Linked DNA regions of Mus musculus: all the other regions are linked to region 1. The links are chromatin contacts, called in public HiChIP or PLAC-seq maps. All regions are on one chromosome and are shown on one strand. The core of a region is the stretch at or near the end of the contact, and the rest is flanking DNA. Distances in the headings are between cores, read along the strand shown. Region 1 holds the start of Cdt1 (chromatin licensing and DNA replication factor 1). Region 2 holds the start of Gas8 (growth arrest specific 8). Region 3 overlaps Fanca (Fanconi anemia, complementation group A).

Region 1 (5,094 bases), core at 1,879-4,378:
GAGGCATGTTTCTAGCACATGGCCATGGTTGACTAAAGAATACAAACGTCCTCTCGGGATCTTGACGTAATCCTGAACTCCCCAGTTTTGGGGTTCCAGGCAGCTCTGCCCCAGCTCCAGCCTATAGGGTAGGTATCAGCCCTTCTTACATTTAAAGAAAACTATAGCAAGGGACTGTGATGCTCGGCCCAGGGAGTGGCCTTGTTGGGGTAGGTTTGTCACTATGGACGTGGGCTTTAAGACCTTTATCCTAGCTGCCTGGCAACCAGTATTCTGCTAGTGGCCTTCAGATGAAGATGTAGAACTCTCAGCTCCTCCTGCATCATGCCTGCCTGGATGCTGCCATGCTCCCACCTCGATGATAATGGACTGAACCTCTGAACCTGCGAGCCAACCCCAATTAAATGTCGTCCCTGTAAGAGTTGCCTTGGTCATGGTACCTGCTCCCAGCAGCAAACCCCTCACTAAGGCAGGGACTCAGAGGAACCTTTCTTCACATTTGAGGCCAGAAAAGCAGCTACATAGAGAGCAGAGTGATTAAGGCCACTGTCCACTCGGAGCAGGGACTGAGCCTGCTTGAGCCTCCAGAAACCCAGGCCCTCACCTTGTGCTGTTCCTTGACACGTTCCACCAGGTTCTGCCGGAAGACTTGCCGGCGCTGCAGGAGGCACGTGGCTGTGAGCTGGGTGGCACCGCCAGCCTCTGTAAGCCAAAGACCACCTGTGGTGAGCCCCAACCCGTCCAACTGCCCAGCCGCAAGTCCAAGAGGATCGAGAAGGCCCAGGGCCTCGCCAAAGACTCACCCTGGCCCAGCAAGGGCTCGATGGTGAGCTGGTAATCAGATCTCTTGATGCTGTCCTTGAAGGTGGGGACATTGCACTCCTGGCGGAAGCGATACGACGTGGGATACACGGTTTTGATCTGGCCCACATTGCGCTCTTCAAAGCGCCTATGGGAGAGAGGGCAGAATGAGAGGGACCAGGCAGGCGGGCACCGGACAGACACTGGGGGCAGCTAGGTCCCCTCCCCCACACCACTCACTTGCGCATCATCTCCTGAACACCTTGCTTGACTTTGGCAAAGGTCACAGTCTCAGAGCGATTGTGGAGCATGCTCACAATGGTGTCCATGCTGCGGAACATCTCAACTAGCACCTGATACTTGTAGGGTAGGACAAGGCCTGGGAGACCAGGCTGAGCCAGAGCATGGAAGCGCTGGTAGGCAGGAGCTTTCTCGACACTGTCAAAGAGAGGCATTCCCATTAGACTATCAAACCACACGGTTTGACCCCACCACCACCACCACCAGACCACAGGGTAGGAGAGGACACTGTGACCCAGAACCCCAAAACTACCCATTTGCAAAGTCCCCACAGATCTAATGCTACCTGAGGGCAGCATCAGAAAGAGATGAGAAACCTGCTCCACACACTAGCTCTGCACCCTCAGCTTGGAGAGGCAGACAGTCACAGACAGGCACAGGGGTTCACAGTACTTAGAACAAGCCACGTGCAGGAGGAGTTGACAATGTCCTTTTCAAGTGAGGGACAAGGGCATAGTGGTAGGGAGGAGACTGAGGTACGGTTTAGGCCATCCACCCACTCAGACCCCACAGCGCCTCCCAAAGGTCTGTCCTCGCCTTAACCTTGTGGCCCCACTAGGACTCACCATGGTTGCTCTGTGGGCACCTTGGCATCTGGGGTACTAGGCTCCACAGCATTCTCTTGGACTCGGGCTCTCAGGGCCCGTGCCTGGGCTCCCAACTTCCGTGCCCGCCTCAGGCAGGACTGGAGCTCAGAGACGGAGTCCTCTGAGGGGATCTGGGGACATAGGCACTGTCAGTTCTGCAAATTCCGCATGCCCCTGCCCACAGCCCACCCTCAGTCCAGCCTTCTTACCTTGCCCGGCTGTTGACCAACATAAACAGTTGTACTCTTTGTTCGCTTGACGGGGGATGGGCAAACGGGGGAGCCAGGGTCAGCTGGAGGGCTAGGGTCAGCTGGAGGGCTGGGCTCAGCTGGGGAACTGGGCTCAGGCAGAGAACTGGGGCAGGAGTCCTGGCGATTAAGAAGGCACAGAACAATAAACTGGGGGTGGGAAGGGGTACCTGCTCCCTGCTGAGCCAGAACTAGGGTATCAGTTCACTCGACTCGGAGGGCAGGAGTCAGGCGCTAGGGGGTGCCTGTCTATGGAGATGCTTGATGAAGCAGTTAGGAAAGATCCACCTGGTCTGTCCAGTCTTGAAGCAGCTCGCAGGCCTGGCCCTCCAGGGCCCTCTCTCCATTTCAGGAACTCCAGCTCAATTCTTTTTTTTTTAAAGGTTTATTTGTTTATTTATATGTATATGAATACACTGTAGCTGTATTGATGGTTGTGAGCTGTCATGTGGTTGCTGGGAATTTGAATTTAGGATCTCTGTTTGCTCTGGTTGACCTCTCTCACTTCAGCTTGGCCCTGCTCACTCCTACTTAAAGATTTATTTATTATTATATGTAAGTACACGGTAGCTGTCTTCAGACACCCTAGAAGAGGGCATCAGATCTCACTACAGATGGCTGTGAGCCACCATGTGGTTGCTGGGATTTGAACTCAGGACCTTCGGAAGAGCAGTCAGTGCTCTTAACCGCTGAGCCATCTCTCCAGCCCTCAATTCTTTGCATAACCCCCACACCACCACAATTCACCCCCGCCAGCTGCGGCCTCCCCGGAAGCCCAGGTACCCTCTGCCTACGTCAGCAATGCCCTGGGGAGAGGAAAAAGCGCCCAGCCTGCTCGCGACTCTATTCCTCCAGTCCTCTGCCTCGGCGCCCGAGAACCTGGTTCTCTTGTCCTAACCAAGGGTCCTCTGGGGGGACTCCCGCGCGCTCCTTACCAATCCAGGCAGCCGTAACCTCCGGCGCGCGAGCGGCGCGGGCTGGTCACTCCCGGGTTCGGCTGGGGGCCGGGCGCGCTTGCGGCTGCTGCTCCGGGTGAACGCAGGAGCCACGAGGCCACCAGGGCTCGGGGTGAGACAGATCGACTTGGCCCGCGGAGTCGTAAGGCCAGGGCGACGGCACGCATAGAAATCGGTAACACGACTTTGCGCCATGGCGCCAAAAAGGTAGTTCCCGCGGATTCCGCGCAACTTTCGCGGCTTCAGCCTCGCCCCGCCCAGGCCGTACCACCACGCACAGTTCTGGGAGGGGGGAAATGTGCGCGCTCCGGGGCATGCGCGCTAGTAGGCACCAAGAGACGCATGCGCCATGCCGGGCCACCACCCCCGCGGCAGCTTTGGATTGAGGACCGAGAATGGGAGCGGCCGGGGCTGGAGGGTTGGGGGCAGGAGACTATTTGACTCCTGTGCGCTGGCGCGCTGGCGTGCAGCGTAGTACATCCGCGATCCGCGTGGTTTCCGCGGGCTGCGGGGCTGTGGTGCGTAAGGTTCTCAAAGCCACTTGGCGCGCGGTGTGGACAGCGGCGGCTGCGGCCCTGACAGCTCTTGGCCCAGCAAAGAGGCAATCACGTGAAAGGAGACACTTCTGCTCCTGTTGTTCCCATTTACAAAATACTAGCCCGGTCTCCAAGGCTAGCCAAGTAGCTGGGTCTGAGTCACACGCAACTGCTGAGTGTCCGGTCCCATGAGCGAGATGAGTACCCAGGACGACTCATGCCGCCGAACCGGCTCCAAAAGCATCTCATTTTCCTAGCCACATCCGGGCTAAGGACTGCAGAGGTTGGAGTTACGCCTTGGCAGGAAGCGGCCTAGAAGCATGGGAAAATTCAGAGAGGCCACGCAGGTCTGCTTTCCTCATCAGATGGCAGTCACCCACCCAATGCTCCCAACTCCTGGAGGAAGTGGCCATGCAGACAGTATGATCATTTTGGGCAAAGGTGGCTCTCATGAGGGTGAGGGGACAGTGGAGAAGCAGGAACTGGGAAACCTGGATAGCAGCTGTAAGCACACGCTGCACCGAAGGAGATTTCTCAGGAAGTGGGATCATGCACAGTCCAGCGCATCAGGCTAAACTGCATCTGCAGCTGTGAAGTAAAGGACCAAGATTTAGAAGTTTGGAGACTTGGTTGCTCCTACCTCCTGAGTGTACTACACCCTGGAGCCTCATGGCCAGCCATAGTAACCATTCTACATCCCTGCCAAGTTGGCCTTTGGGAGGGCACAGCCTTGGAACCCTGCGGGAATTCTTGGTTTGGCCCAGTGACAAGACAAAGCCAGCTGCCTCCTGATCGAAGCTGATTAGATAAGTGACACATGGCTGAGCTAATCCGATGTTCTAGGATCAGAGAGTGCTCTGGTATACTAGTGATCCCCCATAATGTAAGACAGCAAGCAAACAGGAAGTTCCAGAGGCATCAAGCCTAACACAGCCGCTTGAGCGTTTGGGAATAGAGTCCCTTTCTTTGATATTTGCAGCCATGAGGAATGCGGCCCATGCCTCTGGGCATGCCCATGAGGGATTTTCTAGTTGAGGCTAATTAAAGTGGGAAGACACACCCTAATTTGGATGCCACTATTCCATGGGCTGGGAATTAATTTCCCTGACTGAAATTAATAAAAAAGGAGAAAAGGCATAGGTGTGGAAACCTGGTAGCTCACACGTGTGACTGTAGCACTTCAGAGGCTTAGGGAGGAGACTCAAGTTCTACTCTGGTCTGGGAATACATGAAACCCTGTCAAATGACTTTGAACTAGTCCAGGCAGTGGCCTGGGCAAACCTTTAATCTCAGCTCTTGAGAGGCAGAGGCAGGTGGCTCTCTGAGTTCGAAGCCAGCCTGGTCTACAGAGTTTAAGTTACAGGACAGCCAGGGGCTACACAGAAAAACTGTATCTCAGAAAATAAATAAAATTTAAAAAAATCTTTCTGCTTCTTGATTTTAATCCCAGCAGGTGTAAATACAAAGTTCCATGTCAGCCAGGACTACAGTGAGAGACCCTGTCTTGGTTTTTGTTGTTGTTGTTGTTTTTGAGACTATGTAATTGGGGCTGTCCAAGGAACCTGTTTTGTTTAAAGAAAGAAAGAAAGAAAGAAAGAAAGGAAGAAAAAGAAAAGAAAATCCACATGAGGAGTGATAAAAGCAACTTGAGGAAGGAAGGGGTTTT
Region 2 (5,094 bases), core at 1,011-3,510, 950 kb before region 1:
CAAGGCAGGCGCCACCACACTTGGCTAAAATCTTCCCCTTTGATATAATGTTTACTGGCAAACAAAGAATGACATATCTGTCTTAACACTTACAAATCAGCTCTGTGACCACTGGGTATATGAAAAGATAAGGATGAAATAAAATGCACAAAGTTTAAAAATACCTATCATATTCGAGGGGTGGGGGGACGCCTTCCAGGTTCCTATTACAAAGTGTCCTCACATGGATACACTGCATTTAAAAGTATGTCATGCCAGGTGAAGTGAGGAAACTACGGGCACGGGATAGACACGTTACGTTTGGACAGACTGAGAGTAGACAGACACACAGATAAGAGTTTCGCCAGCACATCTGCAGCGGTGCCTACCCCACCCTTGAGCCAGGCTCCAAGGGCTGTGCTCACCTGCTCCTTGGTCATGTCCTCTGGTGCGACGCCATCAACAATCGCGGTCCCTTTGGCTTTCCCCTTCTTCCCTTTCTTTTTGGGTGCCTTTGTGTGAAGAAGAGAGGACTGAGTTAAGTACAGGACAACTCTATCTCAGGGTGTCCCTCCTTGATGGACTGACTGCTCACATGGTCAGCTCTACCTCAGGGTGTCCCTCTTTGACTGACTCGGTTCACACAGGCATAAGGGGAAGGAATGCCTGTTTAGAATCTTGACCTTGACTGTTCACACAGTGCTGACTGGAACATTTACCTAGGGGGTATCATTATACTGATCCCTCCCCCCCATTAATATACCAGAGGTGGGGAGGGAGAGAGATCTCATTTGGAGAAGCACTAAGGGGGAAGGGAAGGAGAAAGAAAACACTTCAAACCCATTCACTCCTGGATGTAGGACAAGAATTTCTTTGTTACGGTTAAAAACATTCTTTTGGAGAGATGGCTCAGAGGTTAAGAGCACTGACTGCTCTTCCAGAGGTCCTGAGTTCAATTCCCAGCAACCACATGGTGGCTCACAACCATCTGTAATGGGGTCTGATGCCCTCTTCTGGTGTGTTGGAGGACAGCAGCAGTGTACTCACATATATAAAACAAATCTTACATTAAAAAAAAAAAAAGAAAAACTTATGGGGGGGTGGAGAAGGGGTGTTTTGGGAAAGGCAGCATTTGAGGAGGTAGTGTGGAAACCTAAAAGATAAAAAGAAAAACTTATCTGGGCTTTAAAAAGGAGGGATACACACACACACACACCCGCCCCACCCCACAAGTATACTGGCAACCACGCTTCATAGCCACCACAGAGACACAGAAGACCCTCATCAGCAAGGACCGAGAATAAGCCTTTTGGAGAGACCTCACAGCAATGACCGAATCTGAGGCTTCCTGACTCGTGTCTGCCATTATGAACCCACTTCAGGGAACTCTGGTCTTGAGCACACCGCACACACTGTGTCTGTCTGCAGATGTTCCCAGCAGACACTGCTCACAGGGCCTGCTTTATTCTAGCAGCCTTGACAAGGCCATAAATGCTTGGCGGGAAGATTAAGCAGCAGTTAATATCGGCCATAGTTCCAGGCAGGCAGACGCAGGAAGATGCCACCCCACCAGCTAATGACCCATGCCCTAGCACATCTGCCAAGACACTGCACTACTGACAGCATCTATCTCCTGGGTGGGGCGGGGCATTATGTGAGAAAAATAAAGGAGACAGGGGGCTTCGGCCTTCTTCTTCTCAGGAGCCTGAGATACCCAAGGTGTGTATCCCTGGTCACTCCATGACACTCTGCCCTTGGTAGGGAGGCCTCCGGCCACATGGTACACGCTAGGTTTTCCACCTCCGAGTTCTCGGGGTTTCTCCTGTGCCGGATTCTGCGCCCTGTGGACACTTAATTGACCCCTGAGCCCTTAAGTACTGGTCCCAAGGATCTGACGGACTCAGCTTCTGATTTCTGGACGCCTTGCACACTGGACTCTCAGTCTAGCCAGTGTGATGATCATCCCAGAGAACCTGAATGCAGGCCCCGGCCTCCTGGCCTCCCCAACCGGGACCACACGGAAGAACTGCGCCCAGCTCTCCATTCTAGTAATCCAAAATTGCAGGCCCTCCCAGTCCCGGGGACCCGACCCTCTCCACATTTCTGCACGAAAGCCTCCCAGGTTCTCTGTGCACTGGACACTCCGAGCACAGGCCGACTCACCATGGTGCCAGCAGTCCAGCACTTCCACTAATCCGGGATGGGCGCTGGTCAGAGGAGGCTGCGCGGTCTCCTGGCAACTCCGACTAGATCCCGTGCTGGTTCTCAAATCCTCGCGAGACTATCCTCCAGTTCTCCCCTCCCACCCACCCCCGCCCTAAGGGACCTGGGCAACCGGGAGTGCGTCCCTAACAACGCGCCAGAAGAGCTAGTGTTGCCCTCGGTGTATTGCTGGTCTCTCTCCCACTACAACTTGGGCTACAGAAGAAACCTATTGTGGTTCCTCGGGTTCTCCAGAGTCTACATGGCGGGCGCTCACAAGGAGGAACGGATAAAGAGAAAAGTCTGAATGATTAATCTGCCTCCCAAGCCAAGTTCCCAAATTGGATGCAAATATTGAGCTAAGAGCCCGCTCCTGCGGCCCATCCACCTTGCCCTGCTTGTGAAAATTCCTTCCACATGCTGCTCTGATGAGACTGAACGTGTAAAGCTGGGCTTCCAGAAAGAAAAACGCTAAGGGTGTTATGCCTGCGACCACTGGGGAAGCTGAGAGGAAGACTGCATGCGTTGGAAGCTAGCCTGGGCTACATACCAAAAACCCTGTCTCAAAAAAAAAAAAAAAAAAAAAAAAAAAAAAAAGAAAAAAATGCTGGAGAGATGGCTCAGCGGGTAAGAGCACTGACTGCTCTTCTGAAGGTAGAACCACCCATAATGAGACCTGACGCCCTCTTCTGATGCGTCTGAAGTCAGCTACAGTGTATTTATTTATAATAATAAATAAGCGAGTTGATTGGAGTTGCTTGGAGCAGGGCTGCACCCTGCATAACAACCACATAAAGGCTCACAACCATCTGTACAGCTGCAGTGTATGCACATACATAAAAAGAAAGAGAAACAAAACAAAAGCAAAACAACAACAAAGTGGCTTAGCAGGACAGGGTAAAACAGAAACAGAAGGGACAGCAGGTTATGCTCCTCTGCCTGCTCTGAGGATGAAGATTCCACACCCATAAGTGGATGCAGCAGGAGAGAAAGATTGCTCAGTGGTGGGGATCTGAGGCTCCTAGCAATGAGACTCCCCTGTTTGCTAACCCAACCTCCCAGTGTCCCCTCTCCCAGATTCTTGAAGAATGGCCCGCTGGAAGAACAACACCGGATCCTTGTGAGCATTCTAACAGTGGCTTATTTGTAGTAAATCTTAACAAAAGTCCAACATAGCCGCCACGCTGTTTGCTGTCAGTGAACTTTAAGGCGAGCCCCACTCGCCTGGGAAACTCAAAAGCAGCACCTAGAAGCACCTGAGCACAGTTAGGTCAGCTGTCGAATGCTGTCAGCCGAGAGCTCAGATTGTCAGCCGGAACATACACAGGTGGACTCCGGGTAGCCTGTTTTTTACGGGAGCCTTCCAAGAAAGCTGGATTTCTTTCCTAAAGACCTAGCCTTGGGAGTTGCACTGTCTCACATCTCCCACACTCTACTAGCCAGTGCAGTCACAGGCTCCAACAGCACTGCAGCTAAAAGATCCTGATGGTACGGTTCTGGAAGAAATGGTTCCAGCAGTTTTGGCTTGTTTGTTGAGGCGGAGTCCATGTAGCCAAGGCTGACCTCAAAGCCAGACCATCAGCAAGATCAGAGATGAACATGAACTGCTCCTCCTGCCTCCACCTGTGAAGCATTTGGGACAGGTGTGTAGCACCATGATTGGCTCCCTGACATTTTAACTGCTTTACTATTTTGGAAAGCACAGCCTGCTAATGTCCCAGGTACCTAATAGTGGCCTATGCCCAACCCTCTTTTTCTTTTTTTTTTTTTTAAGATTTATTTATTTTAAGTACACTGTAGCTGTCTTCAGACACCCCAGAAGAAGGCATCAGATCTCATTAGGGATGGTTGTGAGCCACCATGTGGTTGCTGGGATTTGAACTTAGTGCTCTTAACCGCTGAGCCATCTCTCCAGCCCTCCCCCTCCCCCTAAGCTAACCTTATAACCCTGGTTTTGTCCCAGGGAGGAAAGGAATGACCAAGGACCGAGCACTGACTCAGCCAGGCCTGGTGGGGTTTCAGAGGGCTTTAGCCAGCTGGTGGGGATGTTCCCTTGTTTTGTAAACTAAGAACTATTTAACTTTCTGAAATCGGCCTTCAAGCTTAAAGGCCACAGGCTACCTTGTGTCCACTAGAGCTGGGCAGAAAGCCAGAGCTTTGACTCAGACCCTACTTGATTCAATGAAGCTTTTTGGCTACTGTCCTAGCCATCCATTCTGCCCAAGGCAGTACCAACTTATTTCATCCACTCAAATTCCCCTCAGCCTGTTCAGTTATGAATAACTCATCTTCTCTGATAATTTCCTTTGTTGTTTTGTTTTTGTTTTTTTGTAAAAGTGTAAATGGATTTTAGATTGGGCCTTCTGACTTCTAACCCTGAATTGTGCAACCTGGAGAAAGTTGCTGTCTGTCGGTCTCTGTGCCGGGCATCTTTAGATCTCTAGGAGTAAAGAGATACTGTGTATCTTAGTTAGGGTTACAATTTCTGTGAGGAAACACCACGACCGAAACAACTTGGGGAGAAATACATACTCGGCTTACACTTCCACACCGTTGTTCGTCGACAAAAGCAGTCAGGGCCAGAAGGGAAAGCAGGCCAGGAGGCTGGAGGCAAGAACTGCCGCCCAGGCCGAGGAGGAGCTGCTTACTGGCTTCCTCCTCACGACTTGCTCAAGCTGTTTTCAAAGAGCCGCCTGCCTCTGCCTCTCTGCCTCAGCCCTGGGATAATTAAAGGTCTGTGGTACCAAGGCCTAGCCTTAGCCTGGCCTTAGCCTGCTTTCTTATAGAACCCAGGACTACCAGCTCAGAAATAGCGCTACCCACAGTGGCCTGGCCCTCCCACATCAATAATTAAGAAAATGCCTTACGGCGGAACATTATGGAGGCGTTTTCTTAATTGGGGTTCCCGCCTCT
Region 3 (5,094 bases), core at 1,287-3,786, 710 kb before region 1:
AAGAGCCGGGCAGTGGTGGTGCACACCTTTAATCCCAGCACTTGGGAGGCAGAGGCAGGCAGATTTCTGAGTTCGAGGCCAGCCTGGTCTACAAAGTGAATTCCAGGACAGCCAGGGCTACACAGAGAAACCCTGTCTCGAAAAACCAAAAAAAAAAAAAAAAAAAAGTGAAGAGCATGCTGGGTAAGAGACTAGTGCGGCCAAGTGTGGCAGCACATGCCTGTGAGCCCAGCACGTGGGGAACTGAAACAGGATTGCCACGAGTTTGAGGCCAGCCTTAGGTTCAGAGTGAGGACTGTCGCAAACAAAATGTGCTGGTTTCAACAGTTTTAATGTCATACTCAGAGCTTTCCATAATGCAACAATGCACCAGTTTTCCAATTCATTACAACATGGAGCACAGAGGTTTGCAGAGGTTTTTGTTGGTTTGGTTGGGTTGGGTTGGGTTGGGTTTTCTGTTAGTGGTGTGGTGGTGCTGGGAGTGGTTTTTGGGTTTTCGTTTTGGTTTTTTGGCTTTTCAAGACAGGGTTTCTCTGTGTCTCTGGCTGTCCTGGAACCTGCTCTATAGACCAGGCTGGCCTCGAACTCACAGAGATCCGCCTGCCTCTGCTCCCCAGTGCTGGGGTTAATGGTGTGTGCCACCACGCCCAGCTCAGACCTTTGTTTTTAAGGTTAACTGACAAATGCTTATGAACAGTGTGGTTTGTTTCATCCCTGCCCTGAACGTTCCTGTGGCTCAGTTAACTTACAGAGATTGGGTACAGCTGGAACTGGAAATTCAACCTGAAGCGGATGTTCTCTCAGACATGGAAAGGTAAGCCGGCCACTGAAGCATCACCACAGCCTGTCCATACAGCCGTCCTGAGTGACGGACGTTCCGGTTAACTGAGGAGCGCGTGAGCACACCCTCAGCCATTCACTTCTTTATTGAGAAACCACAGACCCATGTGCCAACATGCCCCAGACGCTGGGGTTACAGCGTAACAAAGACATGCTACATATATACATATATATATATATATATATATATATATATATATATATATATATAGTACCCTTGTACAGATAAAGACAAATGAGGTCTATGCAGGGAACCTAAACCCACCAGAGCCTATATTGAGAGAATGTATATATGTATGTGTATGCACACACACATACTTTTTTTTTTCTGTGCACTTTGGTAAAACCACAGTAGACACAATGAGTGGTCTGAGGCTATAAAATAGGCCCTGTAAGAACAAGTGACCACTTGGGCTGTCTGATTGAGGTAATGGGGGTATATGGGTGGGCAGGCTCCTAGGAGTTACTTGAGGTAGGCACTAGAAACTGAGTGCATCGTGACAGGATGCTGTTGTTAAAGGCCTCATAACTTCGCTTTAAAAAATTATTTACTTTTATTTGATATGTATGGGTGTGTGTGTGTGTGTGCGCACGCGTGAGTGACCTGCAGGGGTCAGAAGAAGGTGGTAGATATTTTGGAACTAAAGTTGCAGACAGATGCAGCTGCCACATCAGTGCTGGGATGTGAACCTAGGTCCTTTGCCAAAGCAGCCAGAGCTCTTAAAAGCTGAGCCGCCTCACCAGGCTCAGGCTCAAGTTTTAACCCCTTGGGTCACTGTTATCTTGAGATCGTATTTAGACTTTTTTTTTAAGAAGTGTTTTAGGGGTTCCCCGCCCACCCCTCTTTTTGCTGGAAGCGAAGGCTTTTTCCATGCTAGGGAAGCTCCCCACAGATGGCTCCATTCCCAGCCATCCTCCCTGCTTTAGTCACACTCCTAATGCTTGAGATATCAGCCCACATGGACAAAGTGCCTCTCCGTGAACCTCGCCTGGTCTTTGTGGTGTGAGCTACCTCACTTGTGTTTGGCTGTTTCCACTTAAAACAGTCACCATGTCCTTGAGGCCCTTCCCTGGTGCATAGGAAAGACGGCTTGGCCACAGCTCTGTCCCCTGTCTTGCAGACAATGGATCCTCACTCACCTGTGAGCTCTCAGGCTGCTGGGGCTAGCTCCCACTGCCCAGTCACTGGCACTGTGTTCTTCTGAGAGAGACCACTTCAGGATGGTTACAAAGTGTTGCTCAGTGTTGACCTCGGCCTTCCACCATTGCAGACATGACTTCCATCAATGGGCAATCTATGAGCGCTACTTGCCAGCTCCGACGGCTTTGGGCGGCTGTGGTGGAGACCTGGAAGAGGCGTGCACAGTCCTTGTCAGCGAGATCATGGACTTCCACCAAAGGTCAGCCACACAGTCCTCAAACCTCCTGCTCTCTGCTAGTGACAGCACGGGTCAGCACAACTCAAAGAAACTCAGTGTCGTCTTCTGTGTGGAATTCCTCAGTCATTGAAACTCACACCATGGCTTCTTCATGGTGATCATTCATGTCCGTGCAATAGCACTGTAGGAAGTTACTTGTCCAGGGTCTCACTCTGTAGCCGACTCATCTAGAATTCAATCTTTCAGTCTCAGCCTCCTGAGGGTTACAGCAAAGTGAAACTGGTCAGTCCCCTCTTCCCCTTCGTCTCTTGAGCAACTCTGGAGGAGGCGTATATTGCATGTGCCTGTGACTGCTGCGCAGACCCCCAGCCCTTAGCAGTCTACCTCTTGCCGGCAGAGCTGCCTGCTCTGGGCATTTCATAGAAACAGAATCGCATGTGGGATGTGTTCCTGGCTTAAGCACTGGGCAGATATTTTCAGGGTCCATCCATGCAGTAGTATTTCATCCCTTTATGGATATGTGATGCTACCGAGCTGCTGGGAGCTTAGGCCACCCGGGTCCTCTCTTGAAGGAAGCTGAAGGGGAAGAGCAGTGGTGGGAGCAAGACTTGGCCTTGCAAGAGATTAGGGTTGCCTTCTATGATGACATTTCCGTCACACTGAAGCAGAAGCTGCAGGCCTCTGGGCGAATCAACACCTGTTGCTTAACAGCAGGAGACTAAGTAACTGGTAGGGCGGCTACAGCAGGGGACTACATAACTGGTATGGCTTCTCTCTCTCTTGCCCAATAGCCTTGTGCCTCTGCCTCTTGCTTGCCAGGCTGGAGGGAGGTTTGGAGCAATAAACTTGTATTGAACCAAGCAAGAGACGAGTCAAGATCACAGAAGGAAACAGTTTTACACAAGCAAATGTACATAAACACATACACACATTCATATACACATTCATGCACACACGTTCATATACCTACATACACTCCTGTTGGGTCCAACCAACTACTTATCTCATATCTACATACTTAGATACACACATCCATACTTACATATGCAGATGGAGCAAAAGCCCAGCTGCCAGCACAGAAAGAACTCAGTCATTCTGGGTGAAAAATGAGCTCCAACCTTTACTGCACAGAGAAAGGAGAAGCTTCTACCTTTTTATTGCGAAATGAATTAAACCCGAGTCTGTAAGAAGAAAGCGCTGTCCTCTTTAGTAAGACAGCCTGCCTTGTTACGCAAAGCCCTGCTCCTCCATCTCATGGTGAGGAGAAGCCTGCTGCTCTCTCTGTAGCTTCTTCTTTGTCTTTCTCTCTGCATTCTGCATACTGTTCTCTTCCTCTTCCTTCCAATTCTGTCCTCTCCTTTTGCCACCTAATGACATTTCTAGGGTTTTTTTGTACCTTTTTAGGAGAATAGATCACATGGTAATTTACCACAAGTTTAAACAAATTCAAATCATAAATTGCATAAGATGTTTACAACAGAGATGTTTGTATGTGTTTCCATTGAAGCCAGTTATCTAACTGGACATTCATTTTCTCTCACTAGCTCCACAGGTTCATTGAAAATTAGTGTAAGTTAACGGTGAGGTTTTATATCAGAGAGTTCTAGTTGTAGCCCTAACTATAAAAGGCTTAATAATTACTAGTTTAATTTTAGGAATTCTTATAGAATCATCACTAGGAATTAATAAATCACCTATTTGTTTGTATAGCATCACTATAAAACAGTCCATCTTCGCTGGTCTGCATAAAATCTGCCCAGCAGGGTGGGCTAATGCAGAAGGATTATTATATTAATAAGGACAGGAAAGGCATATCAGCTGCAGGAATCAAACCCTGAGATTTGTCCCTCAGGTCTTGCATACAGGGCCATAGTTCACAATCCATGATGAATCCGTCTCAGGAAGACCGCCTGCTAGCCATAGCCTTTCCGAGATGGCTCCCGACACTAAACAGTATACATCATCTTTATAATCATCTTTATCATCCCATGTCCATCAGTAGGCATTTGGTTACTTCTGCTGTTTTATTTTTATTTTGTCTAAAGACATAGTCTCACTGTGTAGCTTTGTCTAGCCTAGAACTTGATATGTCGATTAGGCTGACCTTGAACTCCCAGAAATCCTCCTGCCTGCACATCTTCTTTTCAGTGTGACTGTAAATAGAAGGACTGGCTTTTTTAAAAATTATTCATGGATAACGTATAGAAATACAGCTGAGGTTTGTTTATTGACGTAGCAAACTCAGTTCCTTTCTGCAGCTTCTTTCTGAGTGAGTTGCTCAGGCTTTATTGCCTGTGAAGTCATGTCCCTCGTTGGTGACACCCTGCAGCTTTGTGCCATTGTCAAGGGTATGATTAGTTAGCAGATGGTAAACCTCGGACGAGAAAGCACACTTGGTTGTGGTAAATTTTTCTTCCCTTAAAAACAAAGGTAGGTGTGTGTGTGTGTGTGTGTGTGTGTGTGTGTGTGTGTGTGTGTGTGTGTCTATGCTCAAACACAAATGCAGAAGCCAGGAGAGGGTGTCGGTCGGCCACTTGGAGTGGACACACATTCTTAACCACTGAGCTGTCCCTCAGACACTCCCCTTTCTTTAGATAAGCTTTTGCAGTTTAGCCATGGCTGGCCTGGAACTTGCTGTGTTGGCCAAGTTGGCATCAAACTTGCAGTCATCCTCCTGTCTCTGCCTCTTGAGTGCAGAAGGTGCATGCATGTGTCCTGCCATTCTTTCCTTTGTTGGTAGTCGGTAGTTTCGTGCTGTCAGTTACCCGCAGACGCTCCGCTGTGGAGATGGGGGGAGGGAGGGGCACCACAGCCAGCTCTGCTGACGGCACCGCAGCAGCACTGAGCAGGCTCCTGTTTCCTTCTCAGTTCGAGG

The links. HiChIP or PLAC-seq counts read pairs in DNA pulled down with a chosen protein or histone mark.
Region 2: an H3K27ac HiChIP or PLAC-seq map of embryonic stem cells shows a contact between it and region 1, with 12 times the contacts expected there. The contact joins the promoter of Gas8 here to the promoter of Cdt1 in region 1. A contact is called at or near these places in 1 of 39 promoter capture datasets (liver) and 4 of 115 datasets of contacts at active chromatin or transcription factors (embryonic stem cells, extraembryonic endoderm stem cells and large pre-B cells).
Region 3: a contact with region 1 is called in an H3K27ac HiChIP or PLAC-seq map of acute myeloid leukemia, with 3 times the contacts expected there. The contact joins the enhancer-like site here to the promoter of Cdt1 in region 1. A contact is called at or near these places in 3 of 39 promoter capture datasets (the HPC-7 cell line, cranial neural crest and liver), 4 of 115 datasets of contacts at active chromatin or transcription factors (acute myeloid leukemia, astrocytes, bone marrow-derived dendritic cells and 1 more) and 1 of 9 other capture datasets (adipose tissue).

The regions. Positions count from the first base shown.
Region 1 is chr8:122,566,049-122,571,142 of GRCm38.p6, reverse strand. Cdt1 (chromatin licensing and DNA replication factor 1) reads right to left here and starts at 3,128. Exons shown (of 10, transcript NM_026014.3): 1 at 2,872-3,128; 2 at 1,898-2,056; 3 at 1,668-1,819; 4 at 1,042-1,239; 5 at 804-949; 6 at 605-702. The coding sequence starts at 3,087.
Region 2 is chr8:123,516,001-123,521,094 of GRCm38.p6, reverse strand. It overlaps Gas8 (growth arrest specific 8), which reads right to left and starts at 2,260. Exons shown (of 11, transcript NM_018855.2): 1 at 2,143-2,260; 2 at 405-491. The coding sequence starts at 2,145. It also overlaps a transcript of Dbndd1 not described here.
Region 3 is chr8:123,278,338-123,283,431 of GRCm38.p6, reverse strand. Fanca (Fanconi anemia, complementation group A) reads left to right here. Exons shown (of 43, transcript NM_016925.3): 29 at 741-814; 30 at 2,112-2,240; 31 at 5,088-5,094. Among named protein-coding and RNA genes, the nearest start is that of Vps9d1, 27 kb to the right of the region's middle. Within about 2 kb of position 2,536, at least 34 of the 459 cell types and tissues checked have an H3K27ac peak or open chromatin away from gene starts, as enhancers often do. A contact at or near this core is called in acute myeloid leukemia and bone marrow-derived dendritic cells, where this site is marked.